Linked DNA regions of Mus musculus: region 2 is linked to region 1. The links are chromatin contacts, called in public HiChIP or PLAC-seq maps. All regions are on one chromosome and are shown on one strand. Each heading gives the region's core, a stretch centred on a gene start, on an enhancer-like site or on the middle of the called end of the contact. The rest is flanking DNA. Distances are from core to core; before and after follow the strand shown. Region 1 has its middle 20 kb from the start of Gm31125. Region 2 has its middle 15 kb from the start of Ldlrad1.

The links. HiChIP or PLAC-seq counts read pairs in DNA pulled down with a chosen protein or histone mark.
Region 2: a contact with region 1 is called in an HNF4G HiChIP or PLAC-seq map of pancreatic cancer cells. The contact joins two enhancer-like sites. A contact is called at or near these places in 1 of 115 datasets of contacts at active chromatin or transcription factors (pancreatic cancer cells) and 2 of 9 other capture datasets (adipose tissue and liver).

What each region holds. Positions count from the first base shown.
Region 1 is chr4:106,857,263-106,863,856 of GRCm38.p6, reverse strand. No RefSeq gene overlaps it. Among named protein-coding and RNA genes, the nearest start is that of Gm31125, 20 kb to the right of the region's middle. Within about 2 kb of position 4,191, at least 98 of the 459 cell types and tissues checked have an H3K27ac peak or open chromatin away from gene starts, as enhancers often do. A contact at or near this core is called in pancreatic cancer cells, where this site is marked.
Region 2 is chr4:107,220,832-107,227,425 of GRCm38.p6, reverse strand. It overlaps a transcript of Ldlrad1 not described here. Among named protein-coding and RNA genes, the nearest start is that of Ldlrad1, 15 kb to the right of the region's middle. Within about 2 kb of position 3,620, at least 44 of the 459 cell types and tissues checked have an H3K27ac peak or open chromatin away from gene starts, as enhancers often do. A contact at or near this core is called in pancreatic cancer cells, where this site is marked.

The DNA of each region.
Region 1 (6,594 bases), core at 2,942-5,441:
CCAGTGAATGAAGAACTCGTGGCTAAGAGCCAGAGTGTGGGTGCTGACTGCAGTGTAGCCCCCAGCACCAGCCCAGACAAGTCATATGAGTAGAGTCTCCTAGGGCTACCTTGTGCCCTCCTCCTTCCCTTCCTGCAGATCCTGAAAGCAGCCTCTGCTCCTTTAAAGCCCCTCCCTTCCTCTCCCCTGGAAGGCATCCCTGGAGAGCTGGGCCAGTACTCAGGGAAGGTGGCAGATCCCAGCTGTGGGCCTGGTAGGTCCCAGGTCTCAGAGAATGAATCTGCACCCGACAAAGAGTGTCAAATGCCCCTTTTGTTCTTGGGTGGGAGGGAGAAAGGGGAGGATGGAGCTGCAGGGGTCAGGGCCGGGTGGGATGTAGGTTTGAAGAAGGGAGACTAGTCGCACTGAGAGCTAGTGTGCCTAAGTCTTTCAGTGTGTGTGAGTGGGTGGGGGGTCACTTGTCTGCCTCCCCACGGGAATGTGAGAACGTGGTAGGTCTGGGTCTCGAAGATCTTTCTCCCCCTGAGCTGTTCCCTTCAGAAAACCCCATTTTGCAGAGGCCAGAAGCATCATCTGACAGGAGATGCTTGTATCTTGCTAGGAAACAATAGCCTGGGATCATAATGAAGTCCATGCCCAAGGCAGGGCACTCAGCACCTACTGGCAAAGGTCCCTCTAAGGGAAAGGGCAGCTGGACTCCTCAAGCAAATGACTTGCAGTCGGGGCAGGGTCTGGCAGGCCTGGCCTCTCTGTGCATTCTGACTAAACCTGGACAACTTTCTCTAGGACTCTGAGGCTTGGAGGTGGAGAACTTTGTAGTCCAGCCCAGGCTGGCCTTGAACTGAGTAACTCCCTGTCTCAACATCCCTCTGCCTCAACCTCCAGAGGGCTGGGCTTACAGAAAGGTGTGTGCCACCACTGCAGGGGTCCTGATAAATTTCAACACCTCTCCTTGCTAGCCTGAAGTCCCAGAGTGAATGAGGAAGCAATCAGCTGTGTGACTTAGTTTAGAATGGACAGGCTATATTCTTTCTTTGTTTTGCTGTTGTTGTTGTTTAGTTTTTCAAGACAGGGTTTCTCTGTGTAGCCCTGGCTGTCCTGGAACTTACTCTGTAGTCCAGGCTGCCCTCAAATTTACAACGACCCACCTGCCTCTGCCTTCTGGGTGCTGGATTTAAAGATGAGTCCAAGTTCACGCCTATGAAAAATAGGTGCTGTCTGGAAAGGAGGCTTGGGAGGCTGATCAAAGGAATGGGGGACAGACCGGCTGCACCAAGGCAAACTTTTCCCTGTTCCCTCTCCTCTCAGGCTCTCGGGCTTGGGCTCAGGCAGGCCTGTTTCCTGGACAGACAGGAAGCTAGTTCAGTGGGCTGGAGAGGAGGGGGGAGCGGAGTGGGAGGGGAAGGGGAAAGTTTATCTTCTAGTTGCTATTCAGAGGCAAGAAATTTCTTCTCTGCGCACAGACCTGGAGTGATGGCACTCCCCGGTCTGTTCTGGCCCCTGATTCCCTGGGTTAGGAGACTTAATGGCCCCAGGGAGACATAGTCCCTGGTGAAGCAGAAAAACATAGGGTTAGCGGGGAGTCCTTAACCTCTCTCCCCACTCCTGGGCACGCAGCATGCAGCATTGGAGGACAGTGGAGGTGAGCACAGAGGGTAAAGGACCCTGTCCCGTGACAGTGGGTGCTGTCTGGTTCCTCAAGCATCGTGCTTTCTGGAGGAGGCCTGGAAGTCGGCTACATAAAAAGCTGAGTAATGCCTCCAGCGTGGGTGCTGAACCTCTGGAGAATGCTCCATCCATACGTAGTTCTTCCTGCCTTCCACCACGGCAGAAAATGAAACCTTTCCAACAAAAAGGGTTTACTTCATGTTGCCTCTGTCCAAGCTGGGCTGAGCCTCAGCTCTCTCATAGAAGAAGCTAAGCCCTGAGAACTCGCAAAGTGGAAGACCAGGTTTAAGGTCTTGCCTAAACACTTCCAGTCTAGCTTCTCCCTTCTTCCCTACCCTGCAGTTCTTACCGGTCCAGAGTTGCCCAATCTCCTCAGGGCATGGAAGGTCTTCCAGTGGAAGCCATCCTGCGTTCTTTGAGGAGCATCTGCCTATACAGCTTCCCTCTGTCCTTTCAATGTTAGAACCTCACCAAGCAGGAGTAGCTTCGGGGTCTTTGCAGAATCTGATCAAGAAGAAGGGGAGAGGAGGAAGGAGGAGCCCCGGTCTCCCACGCTGAACCCAGGCTTCTTCCCTGGGCCATCAGTGCCCAGGCTCGCCATGGCTGGAAAGGACTGTCCTCGCCATGGCAGAGGACCCACTCTTGGACGGAGAGGCCCCGAGAAAGCAGCAAGCCATTCCAAGTTCCCTAGTCCAGTCAAGCCAAGCTAGGGAACAATAGCAAACCCAAGGGAGAGGTCCCAGCCTGCCTTCATGGTGCACACCCAGAAGCAGAGGCAAGAGGAGTCTGAGTTTGAGGTCAGTCTGGGCTGAGTACCGAGACCCCCGACTCACTACAAAACAAATCAGAAATAAAAACATGACAAAACAAACAAAGGGGATCTCTTGGAGCTCTTCATTGGAGGAGACACTTGCAGTGCATGGCACGATCCAGACCTGCTTCTAATGTGTGGAATGGGTATGGAGGAAGGTTCCTGGAATCCGTGGTTTCTGAGACTCGAGGAGGTCAGGAGCTGGGTAGAGAGGGACCAAGGAAGGAGATGCTCTAAGCAGGAAGTGCAACAGATCAACAGAGCACTGCCTGAGTCTTTTCAGAGAACTTTTTTTCCCCCATTATTCACTTTGCATCCAGATCACAGCCCCCCCCCCCCCCCGCTCTGGATTCTCCCCACAGTCCCTCCTCCTACCCACCCTCCCCTTCTCCTCTGAGAATCACCCTCAGTACACCCCCACCCTGGTACATCAAGCTACTGCAGGACTAGGCAGGCACATCCTCTCCCACTGGGACAGACGAGGTGGCTCAGTTAGGAGAATTAGATCCACAGGCAGGCAACAGTCACCCTCCCCCACTCCACTCCCCATCCCCACCCCTGTTCCAGTTGTTGGAGGATTCAAAAAACTTTTTAAATTAATATTTTATTTTATCTATATGGGTATTTGGTTGAGAACCACCATGTGGACTCAAACCCAGGTCTTCTGAGAGAGCAATTAGTGCTCTGATTACTATGGTGTGCATGTGCATGTGCGTGTGAATGTGCGTGTGTGTGTGTGTGTGTGTGTGTGTGTGTGCATGCTCAAGCCATGCTACCATGTGGACTCAAACCCAGGTCTTCTGGGAGAGCAATTAGTGCTCTGATTACTATGGTGTGCATGTGCATGTGCGTGTTAATGTGCGTGTGTGTGTGTGTGTGTGTGTGTGTGTGTGTGTGTGCATGCTCAAGCCATGCTACACACGTGGATATGAAAGGGCAATTTGTGGGAGTTGCTTCTCTGCTCCCATCCCTGTGGGTTCCAGAGCTTGACCTCCGGTCATTAGCCTTGGAGGCAGGGACCTTTATCTGCTGAGCCATCTCCCCAGCTCCACTGAAATTTCATTTTATATTTAATTTTCCCACCGTCCGGGTGATCATTGGCAAATTACCTCTCATTCTGTGACTCTCGGGGAATGTACTAGCAGTTCTCTGAGCAGGAACAGAGGGACTGAGGCATGGTGGTGGCCAGAGGAGAGGTCCCAGAGACACCAAGACACAGTGTGTGGACACAGGGTAAGAGTGGAGAGGCTCGGCTCAGAGTGCTCAGATAGGGGTATGGAGGTAGCATTTCCTGGAAGGCGGCTTGGAGGTGAGCAGAGAATGCGGTGACCGTAATTCTAAGTGACAGTGGCTGAAGTTCTCCAGAATTTTCTGAGGGGCAACAGGCAGGTGATCAGGGAGAGCTTGGGGACAGAGTCCAAGGAATGCAGCTGATGTTGCGTCAAGGCAGAGTAGGGAGGACAGACCTAGTGTCCTAACAGCAGGAGCTGGAGTGTTACCTTGTCTTCCCCAGCACCCTACTGCAGACCTCAGCTCTAATAACTATGTCTGGAAGGGGTTTGGAGCCAGACAGACTCTGCTTCCCACCCCAGTCCCTGCCTGTAGCTCCCCTGGCCAGTTTCTGCTGCTTTCTGAGACCTTACTTCTCAGTACTGGAATTTGACTTTATCTCCCAGAGGTCACCTTGTCCACACCCAGCCCTGGGGTTGGACATTCCTCACATTCCAAGGCCCTCACTGGAGCTGGCCAGCCCAGGCTTCCTGCTAGCCTCAGCTCCTCTAAGCTAGACAGAAGTGAGGACCTGTTTGTTCTGGGTCTAGCCCTGGGCTTTAAGGGTCCACAGTCAAATTCCTTCACTCTCCTTCTATCTGATGGTCTCTGAATAAGCTACAGTTTGTTGTGGGGTTTTTTTGTTGTTTTTTTTTTTTGTCGTTCCCCCCCCCCCCCCCCAGGTTCCAGGCCCTCACCAGTGGCTCAGGAGAGTTCTGAGGCTACAAAGGAGCTGAGTTGCTGTACTGTTAGGAAGCCTACGCCTCCTTAGCCTTCCATGAGCCTGTTTCCTCCTTCTTTTTTTCCTTTTAAATAAAAACAACAACAACAACAACAACTATTTCTCACTGTTTATTGTTGGGAGTGGGGAAATGCTGCTGTTTGCTCCTGAAGAATTCACTTGCTGGAAACCGGTTCTTCCTCTCCCTGGGGATCACAACCAGGTTGTCAGGCCTGGCAGCAAGAGATCATACCCAAGGAGCCATCATGTGAGTTCTGTTTTTTTGTTTTGTTTTTAATTTAATGTGTTTGGGTGTTTGTCTGCACATGTATGTACACTGCATGTGTGCCTGTTGCTCATATACCAGGGCAGGTTGGATCCTGTGGAACTGGAGTTATAGTTGTGAACCACCACATGGGTGTTGGGAACCGAACCTGGGCCCTCTACTGTCAGTGCTCATAAGCACTGAGCCATCTCTTCAGCCCAAATATTTTTATTTATTTAGGCAAAGTCTCAAGGATGTCCTCACCTCCTGCCTCACCTTCTTCTTCTTCTTTTTTTTTTTTTTTGGTTTTTTGAGACAGGGTTTCTCTGTATAGCCCTGGCTGTCCTGGAACTCACTCTGTAGACCAGGCTGGCCTCGAACTCAGAAATCCGCCTGCCTCTGCCTCCCAAGTGCTGGGATTAAAGGAGTGCGCCACCACACCCAGCTCTGCCTTGCCTTCTTGAATGCGGGGAGTACAGACAGCAATCTACTACACTCTCCTTGTTTCCACAGTGACAGCTCTCGGGGCAGCTGAGGGCTGGCACACGTGGCAGTGTGATAGTCCACGAGGTGGCTGAGTGGGAGGAGGCTTTAGAATTCCTCTCTCCCTGCGCCTGCCGACTCCGGCTACGCCTGCAGGCAAGATCCGAGATGTCCTTTGCTGGTCATGGATCAGAGGGACAAAGGCTTCAGACTCTGGTATGTTTCTTGGAAAAGCAAGAGCTCTGATGGGAACAGAGGCAGGGAGTCTGCCCCAGGCACTTGGATTTACTCTTCACTCTGAACATTATAATGTAGGGGTCTCCTAAACCATTTTCCAATGGGAGGGGGACGGGGCACAAGGGAACATGTCCTCTGAGCTTATTAAGCTCTTGTTCCAGATCACTCTCTAGGTACCGGGGCTCTGGAATTCTATACTTGGTAGAGCGCCTGCCCAAGAAGTGTCCAGGGAGCGGCAGTTGGAGCTACTTTTGCCTGTACATCCCTAGGCACGCGCTATAAAACTGCTCCATATCTCACAACCATCCGTAATGAGATCTGATGCCCTCTTCTGGTGTGTCTGAAGACAGCTACAGTGTACTTACATATAATAAATAAATAAATCTTTAAAAAAAAACAAAACTGCTCCATATGCTTAGAAAACACGCTTAGGGGCTTAGTGTTCACTCCTGGATTTGAGTCACTCTCCAGTGACAGTGTTTCTAGGAGGACACTGAGACCTCATGAAAGATCAGTCAGCTAAACAACCACCTCTGAGTTATCTCTGCTCCTTCCCACCCAGCAACCCCCTAACATCTCCATCAGCTGCAAAAGAGATCACAGCATGTGTAGAATGTAGCTTGGAATCCTGGAGGTGGTTGGCTGGTTTTGCTTTTTTGTTGTTGTTGGTTTTTTTTTGTTTTTGTTTTTGTTTTTCGAGACAGGATTTTCTCTGTGTAGCCCTGGCTGTCCTGGAACTCACTTTGTAGACCAGGCTGGCCTTGAACTCAGAAATCTGCCTGCCTCTGCCTCCTGAGTGCTGGGATTAAAGGCGTGTACCACCATGCCCAGCTTTGCTTATTTTTTGAGATGGGGTTTCTCTGTGTAGTCTTGGCTGTCTTGGAACTTACTCCTTAGACCAGGCTGGCCACCTGTCTCTGCCTCCAGAGTGCTGAGATTAAAGGTGTGTGCCATCACCACCCGGTGGCCTTTTGTTGGTTTATTCAAGATTTCTTTGTTGAGTGTTTTGTCTTCATGGATGCATGTGCTAATCCCCTGGACCTGAAGTCACAGATGGTTGTTAGTTGCCATGTGGGTGCTGGGAATCAAGCCCTGGTCCTATGTAAGATTGTCGAATGAGAATGATCCTAACTGCTAAGC
Region 2 (6,594 bases), core at 2,371-4,870, 360 kb before region 1:
CTGTACAACTACAGTGTACTCACATACATAAAACGAACAAATAAATCTTAAAAAAAAAAAAAAAAAAGAAAAGAGAAATTACAGTCAAGAGTTCCTGAGATGACTTGACTGGGCAGGAGTGCCTGTGTGCTGGACTGAAGATATGAGTTTGAGCCCTGGATCCCACAAAGTGACAGATAGAACTGATTCCTGTGAGCTGTGTTTTGACCTTCACATGTTTACCGTGGTGTAAACATGCCTGCACTCACACACTTATAAACAATAAACAGTAAACAAATGAGCTGTAGAGAGAATATCTTAAGTATTATATGGATGCATCACCTGTCAATTAAAAAACCTACGGCCGATAGGAACAGGTAGAATAGATGGTGGGACATCCGGATGGCAGGAAGGATTCTGGGATAGAGCCAGGCATATGAGATCTGCCTGAGGAAGATAACTGAGAATAAGTGGGGGTAATTTAAGTTATGATCTAATAAGAGAAAAGCCTAGCTATATAGCAAGGTATTTGAAAATGTATTTTGAGTCTGAGTCTTATTGCTGGGAGGTGAAACTTCTGCATAAGCAAATAAACAAATAGTCCCAGGCCTATCCTGATATCAGGGTGATGGCACCAGACTTAGTGTGTGCCTCTGTAGCTGACCTCAGGTCAGCTCCTGCTCTGACAGTTTCCTTTCTTCCAAATTTCAAAGATGATTATTCAGGGCCAGATGGATCAGTTCTAGGCTGAGAATCAGAAAATCCAGTCTAGACCTTCTTTCTTCTACTCAGTAAATCTTTCCCTTGCTGCCTTGGTCTCCTTATCTGTAAAATGTAGTTAACAATGGACTCCTGATTGTGAGTGGGAGTGCAAGCCTACCCCAGATATTACAATTATGAATCCTAGAGCATGGTAACAACTATTTATTTTATAAATGGGGAAGCTGAGGTTCACTGTGGTTGTCAGCCTTGTGTCGAGGTGACTCAGATATGGCGCCCAGATGTGGTCAAACACCAGCCTACATGCTGCTTTGAAAATGTGTTGTTGTTTTCTAAGGATCAAATTCAGGGCCTCATATATAAAGCAAACACTTACCCTGAGCTACATATCTAGCACCAGTTTTTTCTTTTGATTATAATTACATTTCCCACTTCTTTCTCCCTCCAAACTCTCCCATGTGTGTCTCTTTGTTCTCTTTCAAATTTATGGCCTCTTTTTAAAAATTGTGTTTTTATATATTTTTAATATATCTTTTATATATATTTATGTGTATATATTATACATATATATTCCAAAATATCAGCTCCTTTTTAAAATATGAGCTTAACATTGAAATTAGTAAATGTTGATTAAAACAGATTTCCCATCAAAATATGCATATCATGCAAACAGCTTTGAGAGAAAAGACAAAGACCACGTGAAGAAGGGAGACTTGTAGCCTGTTGGCCCGCCACAAATGCTTCAGACTTGCCAGCCCCTGTATTGGCACAGGCCAGTTCACTAAAAGAAGTCTCTCAGACAGGTACTGCTAGAGAAGATGGATGGAGTGATGTGATGGATAAATGGATGGATGGACAGACAGATGGTCGATGGACAGAAATACACACAGAGAAACACCTGTTCTGCTTCTCTGGGGGAACCTGGCCAGCACAGTCATCCCTTTACAATTATTGGGCACCTAGAGCAGGCCCAGGTAGGCAGAGCAAATGAGACAATTTCTGCCCTCAAGTAACTGCTTTCTGCCTGATTTTATTCTTACCTTTGGCATCTGTTCTTCCAGTCACATAGTCACATTGTCACATCGTCCTCTTAATTAAGAAAAAGCAGACAAGTGACTTTCCACCTCCTGCTGAGTGTAGCCAATACTATGATGTCTGCATGCTTTGGGAAGTGTGAGTCCACAGCAAGATGTTCAAATGGGTAATCAAAAGCTGTGAGGCGAGGATGTTTCCCAAGTGATAACGATGCCCAAGTGGGTTTGAAGGAAGCATATGAGCTAGCAAGTCTCAGAGGACAGAGGCCAGGCCTTTAGGGTTCTCTGGAGCATGCAAACTAGTGACAGTACTTCCACACGTGGAGTTCAGGGGAGCTGTGGGTGAGCAGAGATGTCGGAGTGGAGAGTTGTGTGATAAAGCTAGAGCCGTCACCGAGGACCGATTCCGGGAGATCGTAGAGTACTGAGGAACTTAGCCTGGCAGGGATCCATGCTTCAGAAAGGAGCCTCCAAGGCTGATGTGGAGGGCAGGCCATAGGAGAGCCATGTGAGACGTGAGGTGAGGCAGAGGGATGTGGAATAGAACGTGCTCTTTCACTCGTGTTGTGTTGCTGAAGCACCTACTACCAGGCAGGCTCTCTGCTTCGTGATGAAGAGCTAGAATAGACAGACAAGCTGGGCTGGTGGCACACGCCTTTAATTCCAGCACTTGGGAGGCAGAGGCAGGCAGATTTCTGAGTTTGAGGCCAGCCTGGTCTCCAAAGTGAGTTCCAGGACAGCCAGAGCTACACAGAGAAACCCTGTCTCAAAAAAACAAGCAAACAAAACAAAACAAAACAAAAAACAAACAAAAAAAAAAAAACCCAGAATAGACAGAGAGCATAGCTGGGGGCTGGGGGGAAGTAGTGACGGAGCTGAGAGAAATTAGTGCCGGTCAGTGATGAGTCAGAGGTGAGAATAAAATCAGACTTCTGCAGTTACCCTCATATTCCAAAAGGAAGAAAGGAATTCCTCAAATAGATGACTACCGATGGGGCCCTAGAGGGTGGCAGTATCTAGAGGGAGGCAGAGAATGAAGGGTTTAGTGAGAAGAGATGGTCAAACAGGAAGACAGAACAGTGTGCCATTATGGGAACTAAGGAAAACAAGAATGACCAAGAAAGCTTCTGAGCAGAAAAGGCACAGGAGACAGACACGGGCAACTTGACTGGAAGTAGAGAAGGCAGTCAGGAAAACCTGATGTGTGGGGGCTGATTGTCAAAAAAGACTGAGGCATGACCCATGCTGGTATGCTATGAGGAACAAGCCCAAGAAGAAAACAGTCTGTGGCCTCAGAGATCCAGTCACCCCTGTCCTTACCTTGCAGGACAGTAGTGGCCGGGCCAGCTCAACCATCATAGCTCACAAGAGGAAGCCAGTGTCCAACTCTGCTTCCAGACTTGTTGAGGTGGCTAAAAACTGACCCCACAAGGAACAGCCAAGGCTATGGGACAGCTTGAGATGCCTCTTGGGAGACTATCCCCAGGTTGTAAAGGAAGGCTTTCCTGAAACCAAGGGAACAAATACCTTTTCTGGATCTAGACTGACCTGAAAAAAATCTGAAAATCTGGTAGAATCAGCTTTGCAGAGCCTCCGCTGTCAGGAAGGAGCCAGTCCCTCATTCTTAGAAGCATGCAGACTCAGTGGCTTTTACGTAGGGCTGGTGTGCAGGAAATGTAGTCTTTAGCTGGTGTGTGTGTGTGTGTGTGTGTGTGTGTGTGTGTGTGTGTGTGTGTGTGTGTAATCGGTGATCTTAAGCAGAAGGCGGGGTAGATGAGCCACCTCGAGGCAGACAAGGGATGGGCCAGCTCTTCCAGGCATTGTAGCCAGTAAGGGGTGGGGCCAGCTTTCCAGAACCAGAGCCAGCTCTCTGATGCTGCCCAGGCAAGAGGCAGTGCCAGCTCTCCAGGGTGTGGTGGTGGATGAGAGGCGGGGCCTGCTCAGCACAGTGCTGTGACATCAACATGGCCTCAGGAATAGTCCAGACCAGGACATCCACATGACCTTTGGTGGTAACATGGGCCTGGGACATCAACACATACCCCAGCTGTGATAGGACCAAGGACCCAGACATGGCCCCTGGTGGAAGCATGGGCCGTGTTCATTCCAGTGGCAGCAGACCAGTTTGCCTCCCCCCAATTCCCTCAGCATCAACACGCCCACAGAACATCAACATGGTCTCAGGCAGCAGCCCAGACCACTGACATCCAGATGGCCTTAGGTGGCAACACAGTCCATAGATATCAGCATAGGCCCCAACTGAGGTAGGACCACGGACTGGACATGGCCCTTGGCAGCAGCTTGGATGCACACATCACCATGGTGATTGTGCCAGCAATTCATAGTTGCCTGCTCCTCACCCCTGTTGCTTCTCCAGTTCTGCCTCTTTCCACAGTGTGTGAACCATTCAGCTTCGCTTGCCATCTCTCCAACAAATGCTCCAGCTGACCCATCTCACCGCCATCAAAGTTGCTCCTCAAAGTGGCGCTGGCCAGGCTGGCCACAGGGCCCGGATGAGTGCTCGGGTGTCTTTCTTCTGGCTACTCAAAAGCTGAAGGGGCCAGGCAGGCCTGCTGGTAATTCTTTTAATGTCTCATTTTCTTAATCTGTATGTTTGTGTGTGTGTGTGTGTGTGTGTGTGTGTGTGTGTGTACCTGTACACTCACACACTATTATATACATGCATAGTCTCACACTCTCAAACTGTGGAGACCAAAGGACAATGAGTTTGTATCGTTCTCTCGTTGTACCGTGCGAGATCTAGAGATCGAACTTAGATCTTCAGACTGGGCAACAAGCACCTTTGCCCCACTGAGCCTTCTAGCCAGCCTCACATTCATTGAGGTAGGGTACTGCTTGTGTTCACGTAAGTACTAGCCTACTTAATAGTGGCCCCACCAGGCTTGGTGGCACGTGTCTATAATCCCTGTATTTGTGAGCATGAGCCAGGAAGATTGTGAGTTCAAGGCCAGACAGAGCCACATAGCAAGATTCTATCTCAAAAGAAAGAAGGAAAGCAACCTAGTTCCCAAATAAAAGTCATGAAGCCAGCAGCTTCATTTTTTAGTATATTGTTATAATTTGCCATTAGTTATTTTTATTATATGTTTTTAACTTTTTGAGACAGAATCTCCTCCTTCCGCACCCACCCCCACCCTGTGTGTGTGTGTGTGTGTGTGTGTGTGTGTGTGTGTGTGTGTGTGTGTGTGTGTGTGGTGTGGTGTAAAGACTCATGCCAGACTTGAATACATAGTGAGTTTGAAGCCACCCTGGGCTACATAAGACTGTGTCTTTTTTTTTTTTTTTCCATTTTTGAGACAAGGGTTTCTCTGTGTAGCCCTGGCTGTCCTGGAACTCACTTTGTAGACCAGGTAGGCCTTGAACTCAGAAATCTGCCTGCCTCTGCCTCCCGAGTGCTGAGATTAAAGGCATGCTCCACCACTGCCCAGTGAGACTGTCTCAAAAGAAGAAAAGAAGCAAAGGACTCTGGGACACAGACATTACTTGTGTGGCTCTGGAGTTTGTGTGGCCCCCAGAACCCTATGTTAGCCACTGGGCAATGCAGCTTTGGGCCAACCCCTGTCCTCTCTGGAAAGTAGTGTCCTCTTGTCAAAAGCCTGCCTGATCCTCCTAAGGGCTCTAGCAAATTCAGATCTGTGAGCTTAAGGATGAAGGGAGAGCCCCAGCAAACAGAGATGGCAGGCAAGTGCCATCTTAACCAAGAGCAGATTTTCAACCCAAACCCCAGCCGGAGCTTTAAATTCCTCCATGCATCCAGTCCTTCGCCTTTGCACAGCAGAGAACCTGTTGTATCTAGAGCCTTGATCTTGGGGCTGGGGACACGGAGGTGGTGCCAGGGCAAATATTGGCACTGGCTACTGAGCTGTCTCTCTGGCTGCTCTGCGACCTGGCGCCAGAGGTGGGTCGGCTTGGCCCAGGCCCCAGGCCTGTATCTTCCTGGAATCCCTTACAGAGGATTGTTTGGGTGGTGGCTTTGGCACCTGCTCCTTTATGAAGGTCCAATAAACAAAAGAGGAACACATGCCAGCTACCTCCTGCACACCTTCTGTGGCACCTGCCAGGTTCCAGCTTCCCATCTGTGGAGACCTGGATGAAAGAGCAAGACTTCAGGAGGCTTAGAGTAGCCACTGGACTTGGGGCTAACAACCTTGAACCCCTGGGTCTTAAAAAGCTGTGTGATCTCTCTCTATGCTTCTGGGAAGTTGTGTCCAACGATACCAGACCGAGCGCTGGTAGGCTGGAGATAAAATGAGATTGCTGAGGCAGGCTGATAAGGACCTACCGTAGTGTGAATTGGTGCAGGGGAAATCTTCACAGACCCCCACTGCTGATGCTGGTGAGAGCCACAGGTCCTCTGGGCACCCCAGTCTTCTTTTTTTTTTTTTTTTTTTTTTTTTTTTATTTTTATTATATGTAAGTACACTGTAGCTGTCTTCAGACACTCCAGAAGAGGGAGTCAGATCTTGTTACGGATGGTTGTTAGCCACCATGTGGTTGCTGGGATTTGAACTCTGGACCTTCGGAAGAGCAGTCGGGTGCTCTAACCCACTGAGCCATCTCACCAGCCCCACCCCAGTCTTCTGCATGAACTTTTACAAGGGTCTAGTCCAGACTGTTCTGAGCCTGCAGAATAGTCTGGAGTAGACCCTGATTCTCCAGCCTCTGCCTAAGTCCCTCTTCACATGAAGAAATACAATGTATTCATCCTGCTAAAAACAAACTATGGCCTGCAGCCATAGTCAGAAGCCAGCCCCTAGGGCCACTCTGCACACTCCAGGTACTGAGACTACCATGCTCGGGAATAGTGAGGCGCTCCATAAGTGTCAGGCTACACAATCTG